2 separate regions of the Anas platyrhynchos genome follow, and region 1 is linked to region 2. The links are chromatin contacts, called in public Hi-C maps. All regions are on one chromosome and are shown on one strand. Each heading gives the region's core, a stretch centred on a gene start, on an enhancer-like site or on the middle of the called end of the contact. The rest is flanking DNA. Distances are from core to core; before and after follow the strand shown.

The links. A called contact is a pair of places that touch in the nucleus more often than the background predicts.
Region 1: a Hi-C map of skeletal muscle shows a contact between it and region 2, with 2.0 times the contacts expected there. The contact joins two enhancer-like sites. A contact is called at or near these places in 2 of 8 Hi-C or Micro-C datasets (liver and skeletal muscle).

Annotation. Positions count from the first base shown.
Region 1 is chr23:205,167-208,680 of IASCAAS_PekinDuck_T2T, forward strand. KAT6A (lysine acetyltransferase 6A) reads left to right here. Exons shown (of 18, transcript XM_027443577.3): 18 at 405-3,514. The coding sequence ends at 2,992. Among named protein-coding and RNA genes, the nearest start is that of ANK1, 4.2 kb to the right of the region's middle. Within about 2 kb of position 1,520, at least 1 of the 8 cell types and tissues checked has an H3K27ac peak or open chromatin away from gene starts, as enhancers often do.
Region 2 is chr23:125,673-128,973 of IASCAAS_PekinDuck_T2T, forward strand. VDAC3 (voltage dependent anion channel 3) reads left to right here. Exons shown (of 9, transcript XM_027443586.3): 6 at 956-1,183; 7 at 2,042-2,192; 8 at 3,096-3,153. Among named protein-coding and RNA genes, the nearest start is that of VDAC3, 8.2 kb to the left of the region's middle. Within about 2 kb of position 1,564, at least 1 of the 8 cell types and tissues checked has an H3K27ac peak or open chromatin away from gene starts, as enhancers often do.

The sequences.
Region 1 (3,514 bases), core at 270-2,769, 79 kb after region 2:
AGGCACAAAATACAGATCTAAATGGAAATACAGTGTTATTGTAACATCTAGTGCTACACTGGAACATTTTCATTTGTAAGCATATTGTATAAATAAAATCTTTAAAGAGTGGTGAGTCTGTCCAGGATTTTATTATATAGACTAGTGCTTCATTGATTTATACATTGAAGGTTAAGAGCTTTGACCATACAAAATCTTGAAATCATCGGTGTTCTTTGAAAATGTAATGTTCTGTGTGACTGCTGATGAGTAGACTTTGATCCTTCTTGCTCCCTTCACAATAAATCACTACGCTATTATTGATGTATGAAGTTGATAATCATAATGGAATACTTGGGAAAGCTTCTGTGAGTGCTCGGGTAAAACAAAATGTTTGAACAGTGTCTTTCCATTTGTGTTTTCAGGTACCCCAACTTTGAAACCATTATCTATGCTGAGAAAATGTGAAGCAAAGGATTGTTCACTTGAACCAGATACTTCTACACCCATGAAAAAGAAGAAGGGATGGCCAAAAGGCAAGAGCCGAAAACCAATCCACTGGAAGAAGAGACCTGGTCGAAAACCGGGTTTTAAACTGAACCGGGAAAAAGTGCCATCGTCAGTTCAGGGTGAGGGAGCTGATGCAGTGGTAGGTAATTCAAAACCAGGGCGTAAGCCCAAAATTTCAGATGAAGAGGAAGGTGTTGAGCAGAAAGAAGAGCTACCTCTAACTGAGGAAAGGAAAGAGGAAGATGTGAATATGGAAGCAGAAGAGGTAGGAGAGGGAGAAGAGGAAGATACAGCCAGCAGTGAAGTAAGAGCAGTTTCTCCTGTGGACAGCAGCAGCAGTCCAGTGCCAGAAGTTAAAGAGCCTGAGATAGAAGAGGAGGTAGAGGAGAAGCCAAGGGTATTAGAAGAGCAAAGGCAATCAGAAGAAGAGCAGCAAGAACTAGATGAACCTGAGCATGACCATGAAGAAGAAGATGAAATTGCAGTTGTGACAAATCAAAATGAAGACCATGATGCTGATGATGAAGATGATGGTCATCTGGAGTCTATGAAGAAAAAAGAATTGGAGGAACAGCCTGCCAGAGAAGGCGTGAAGGAGGAGCCCGATGTGCAGGAATGTTTTTTAGAAGCAGACATGCAAAACAGTAGAGAAGATGCAAAAGGAAAAGATGAAGCAGAGGCAGATTCTGAGGAAGAGCAGGCTTCCAATGAAACATCAGTGGGCTCAGAGCATGTCCCTGGGTCTGAGGATGATCACGAAGAAGAGCAAAGTAACAAAGAAGGATTAATTGAATTAAAGGAAGAGGAAGAGATTCCTCATAGCGAACTAGATCTTGAAACTGTTCAAGCAGTCCAGTCCTTGACACAGGAGGAAAGCAATGAGCATGATGTAGCTTACCAGGACTGTGAAGAAACTCTTGCAGCTTGTCAGACTCTGCAGAGTTATACCCAGACTGAGGAGGATCCTCAGATATCAATGGTTGAAGATTGCCAGGCCTCAGAACACAACAGTCCAATATCCTCTGTTCAGTCCCACCCCAGCCAGTCTGTACGTTCTGTCAGCAGCCCAAATGTGCCTGCTCTGGAGAGCAGCTACACCCAGATAAGCCCTGAACAAGGATCCCTGTCCGCACCCTCTATGCAGAACATGGAGACCAGCCCCATGATGGATGTGCCTTCAGTATCGGACCACTCTCAGCAGGTGGTGGATAGTGGCTTCAGTGACCTTGGCAGCATTGAGAGCACTACAGAAAATTATGAAAACCCGAGCAGCTATGACTCTACTATGGGAGGCAGCATTTGTGGAAATAACTCTTCCCAGAGCAGCTGTTCCTATGGGGGCCTGTCCTCTTCTAGCAGCCTCACTCAGAATAGTTGTGTTGTCACTCAGCAAATGGCAAACATTGGCAGCAGTTGCAGCATGATGCAGCAAAGCACTGTCCAGCCTGCAGCTAACTGCAATATCAAGTCACCTCAGAGCTGTGTCGTAGAAAGGCCTCCAAGTAACCAGCAACCAGCACCGCAGCCACAACAGCAGCAGCCTCAGTCACAGCAGCCACAGCCCCCGCCTCCACCCCAGCAGCAACCTCCACTGTCTCAGTGCAGCATGAACAACAGCTTCACCCCAGCACCTATGATCATGGAAATACCTGAATCAGGAAGCACTGGTAACATAAGCATTTATGAGAGGATTCCAGGGGATTTTGGGGCTGGGAGCTATTCACAACCATCAGCCACGTTCAGTTTAGCCAAGTTGCAGCAGCTGACGAACACCATTATGGACCCTCATGCCATGCCTTATAGCCATTCTCCTGCTGTGACTTCCTATGCAACCAGTGTTTCTCTGTCCAACACAGGACTGGCTCAGCTCGCTCCCTCTCACCCATTAGCAGGCACACCACAAGCACAAGCCACCATGACACCCCCACCGAACTTGGCGTCTACCACCATGAACCTCACGTCACCTCTGCTTCAGTGTAACATGTCTGCTACCAATATTGGCATTCCACACACGCAGAGGTTGCAGGGGCAGATGCCGGTCAAGGGGCACATTTCCATCCGCTCTAAATCAGCGCCGCTGCCCTCTGCGAGTGCACACCAGCAGCAGCTCTACGGCCGCAGCCCACCCGCAGTCGCCATGCAGGCCGGCCCTCGTACATTGGCTGTTCAGCGGGGTATGAACATGGGGGTCAACCTCATGCCAACCACCCCGTACAATGTTAACTCCATGAATATGAACACCCTGAACGCCATGAACAGCTACAGGATGACACAGCCCATGATGAACAGCAGTTACCATAGTAACCCTGCCTACATGAACCAGACAGCACAGTATCCTATGCAGATGCAGATGGGAATGATGGGGAGCCAGGCCTATACCCAGCAGCCTATGCAGCCAAATCCTCATGGGAACATGATGTACACTGGCCCCTCCCATCACAGCTACATGAATGCTGCAGGGGTGCCCAAGCAGTCTCTCAATGGACCGTACATGAGAAGATGAGCAAGATGAACTTGCATCCTAAAAACTTAAATATATATAAATAAAGGAACCTTTTATACTGACGAACCAGAGAAAATGGACCTTTTTCCAGTTAAAATATTGCTGTAGATTTAGAGGGATTTTCTTTGGTTTATTTTATTTTTAGGAAGCCTGGTGTTTTTTTGTTGTTGCTTTTTGTTTTTGTTCTGGGGGGTAGTGTTTTCTTCACAATCCTGAAACATTTTACAGCTAAAATCATTTACAGATATTTTTTAGAGGGAAAACATGCACAAAATCTTTTCATAATTTAAAAAGAGCCTTACTTTGCTGACCATGTGGACAGAATATGTGTAACAGTTAAATCATCTTTCTAAATTTTTTCAAATGTTTGTCCTTCTCCCTTTCTTGTGCCCCTTTGTATGCAGTTTTTAGTGCTGCAGTAATGTAAAATGTCTCACATCTCAAAGAGTAACAGCGTTTCCCTCCAAACCCCACTTGAAGTTTCCTACTTCTAGCAGGAGGCACTTACTGGGAGACGTGGAA
Region 2 (3,301 bases), core at 314-2,813:
GAACAGCCTGTGTATTATGATAGGCGGTGGAATAGCACTTTTTTTTTTCTTTTTAAAATTATTTATTTCTTTTTTGGTTGACAGAGCAAAGAAGATGTGTATATGGGGTATGTATGTCTGGATAAACATCAAGCTTGAGACTGCTTTGTAAATAATTACTGGTATTTCTTTATCGTTGAGAACAGCATAACAGAAGAAAAATCAGAGTTTTCGATACTACTTGGATATAAGCAATTAGAAAAAGAGTTAAAAAGTAGCCTCCAGGCCTGGGTATGAGTGATGGCCAGCACGGTGTCCTGCTGTATCTTCAAAGATAAAGGAGGCTGGGGAGAGGATGATGGAGGTGATAAAATTCTGTTGCAGTTAACTTTGAATCGGTAGCAAAAGGAGCAGAAAGACACATTGGTGAGAGAGGAACAGGCTTCTTTGGAAGACAGACTAAATGGATGATACATGGGGGATGAGGAAAATTCCTTCTCAGTAAGGGAGTGTGGTATCCAGCAGTGAAGGAGGAAGGAGAGTAGGCAGTGCACACAAAGGAACAGTGGAGAGAACTGAGCAGCCAAAAAAATCATTAAAGGACAAAAAGAGCAGCTATCACTGTGGGATGTCGCAGATGCTGCTGAAAGAAATTGATGGTGCCATAACATATTGCAACTATTTGCGGTGAACAGAATTTGAAACCTGATATGTTTTGAGTAATAAGCAAAAAGATTGATGCCTTTATAACTTCTCAAGGATTTTAAGGACGTTGAAAATGTTGGAAGTAGCACCACCAAACACATGTAACATCAGTGTTACCCTCATCCCATGTGCTCTTCAGCAGTTGTGGTGATTTTAAGTTTTGAGTAGGCATTACAGTCATTTAATGCACTGGCCCTAAAGAACATACATACAGGATTAAAACTACCTATAATATAGACCACAAGGGATAAAATTAAATGTTTCTCTGCAGGAAGAAGAGTGGAAAGTTGAAGACCTCCTACAAAAGAGAATATCTAAATCTAGGCTGCAATATAGACATTGATCTCTCTGGACCAACCATCTATGGCTGGGCAGTGCTGGGCTATGAAGGCTGGCTTGCTGGCTATCAGATGGCTTTTGATACGGCAAAATCTAAGCTTTCGCAAAACAACTTTGCCTTGGGATATAAGGCAGGAGACTTCCAGCTGCACACTAATGTGTAAGTATTAATCTGAGCCTAGAGAAAATTATCAGAAGATCCAAGCTAGATTAATAGTGAGAATTAACTGAGCTAGGTAAAATGTGGTAGGAAGGAGGGAGGATGCTGATTTAGTTCAAAAATAATTCACACCATGTTTTCATCTTCAGTACAATTAAAGCAGAGGCAACTTCTCAACTTTTTGTTGTCTGTTGAGACTGTGTTTCAGGGTCATCTTGGTTTTGTGTACACAAGATAATGGCATAAAGGCACTTCACACCATTAGTTTGGAATTAAAGTTGGTAAACTTCAACTTCTATTTTGGCAATAGATAAGAGTCTTCAGTTAAGCTATCTTACCCTTTCCCTCACCAAAGAGAGAGTTTCTGGCTCAGAAATGCCCAGGGTTGAGGAGAGAGGTGTGTGTTGCATAATTCTTGTTTCCAGCTGTCACCTTAGTGTAGCTCTAGCCTTTGCATTCAGATGCTTTGAGAGTCTTTGAACTTTTTATATTTAAACAACTGCCATGCAATAACTTTGTTTTCAGTCTCATCATTCCCATAACTGCCTTAAATCTCCTTCTAGGTTTGTCCCTTTATACATTATCAGAGGCTTTTCTCCTTAAGACAAGTAAAGTTTGTTTTCTGTCAGAATCTCAAACATTGTGTCTTGGCTACTGGTCAGCTGTGGTCAGTTAAGCAAACAATACCCTTGTTATGAGTAAACATCAGAACAGCTGTGAGCTCCAGCTAGGAATTCTATGACCATGGGTCCACTGGACACCTTGGTTCATTTTGAGATAATGATCAAATGATGATGGGAAAGGAAGGGATAATCTCAAGGGTTGCTATTTACTGACACTTGCATCTCTTACAAACAGGAATGATGGCACTGAGTTTGGTGGGTCTATTTATCAGAAAGTTAATAATAAGGTTGAGACATCAGTCAATCTTGCATGGACTGCTGGCAGTAACAACACACGATTTGGTATTGCTGCTAAGTACCAACTGGATGAGAAGACTTCCATTGTGGTAAGTTGTTTTTTTTTTAAAGGAACAAGTATTTCAAGCTCCAATAAATGCTAAAAAATAGTGATGTAAAATAGTTGTTCCAAATAGTTACTGAGAAAGTATGGGAGATAGCAAACTGTTGTGGTTTAAACCACAAGGACTACAAGTCATATGTGTGAAACATCTTTAAAAAAGATGTTTCATCTGTGCTGAAATAGTTGTTAGTCTGTCTATTGTGCCTGAAGCCTATGCAAAATGTGTTTTGAAAAGGTAATATGAGCATGAAATATTTTTCTACATTGTGGATTGGGTAAGAATTAGACAAAACTACTGCAGTAAGGTGACAGTTCAGTTGAGCTTACAGCCCTCTCCTAACACTGAGTTATGTAGCTCTTGAAAGTCAGTCATGGTTATGAGCTAAGTGCCCTTACTGACACTTACCAAGTCTTGCAGAAATGTTAGGGGCAAAAAGCAACATGAATGAAAGTAACTGCATACATAGCAACACTAAGCACTTAGGTAGCAAGCATTTGTTAAGCCTTAAAACAAGAATTAGTTCCAGGATAATTCAGCCAGAATTAAAAATAGGAAATGCTATTGTAAACAGCTCAAAACTTAGTAAAAGATAAGTTTGCATACACATAATTTTTTTGCTCATTCCTTAGAAAAAATAGGGTGGGACTTGATATAGGTGTAGTATACCACAATCTGAAGATAAGATGGGACCTATTTCTTGTGCCTGTTCCAGGTTGAAGGTAAAGTGGAGGAACATAGTGAAAATTTGGTATACTGGAAACTTGAAGGGGAAAAGACTAGAATACACCACAGCTAGAGATCAATCTACAAGTAGCTGAAAGAACGAACAGGGCACTAGAGCAACTTTTTGAGTATTTGTGCATGGCAGTGATTTTTTTTTTCCTGTAGGCTAAAGTGAATAATGCCAGCCTGATTGGAATCGGTTATGCTCACACCCTTCGACCTGGTATGTAAGCCCAACTAGTAGCAAATCCTACTGGTTACTACATTGTGGGTTATTTTACTATCATCTCTACAACAGAATAGGAGGAAAAAAAAAATAGAAATCTTACACAGGTAATATAGAAGTAAAGGCTGTGTATGCACATAAGCTC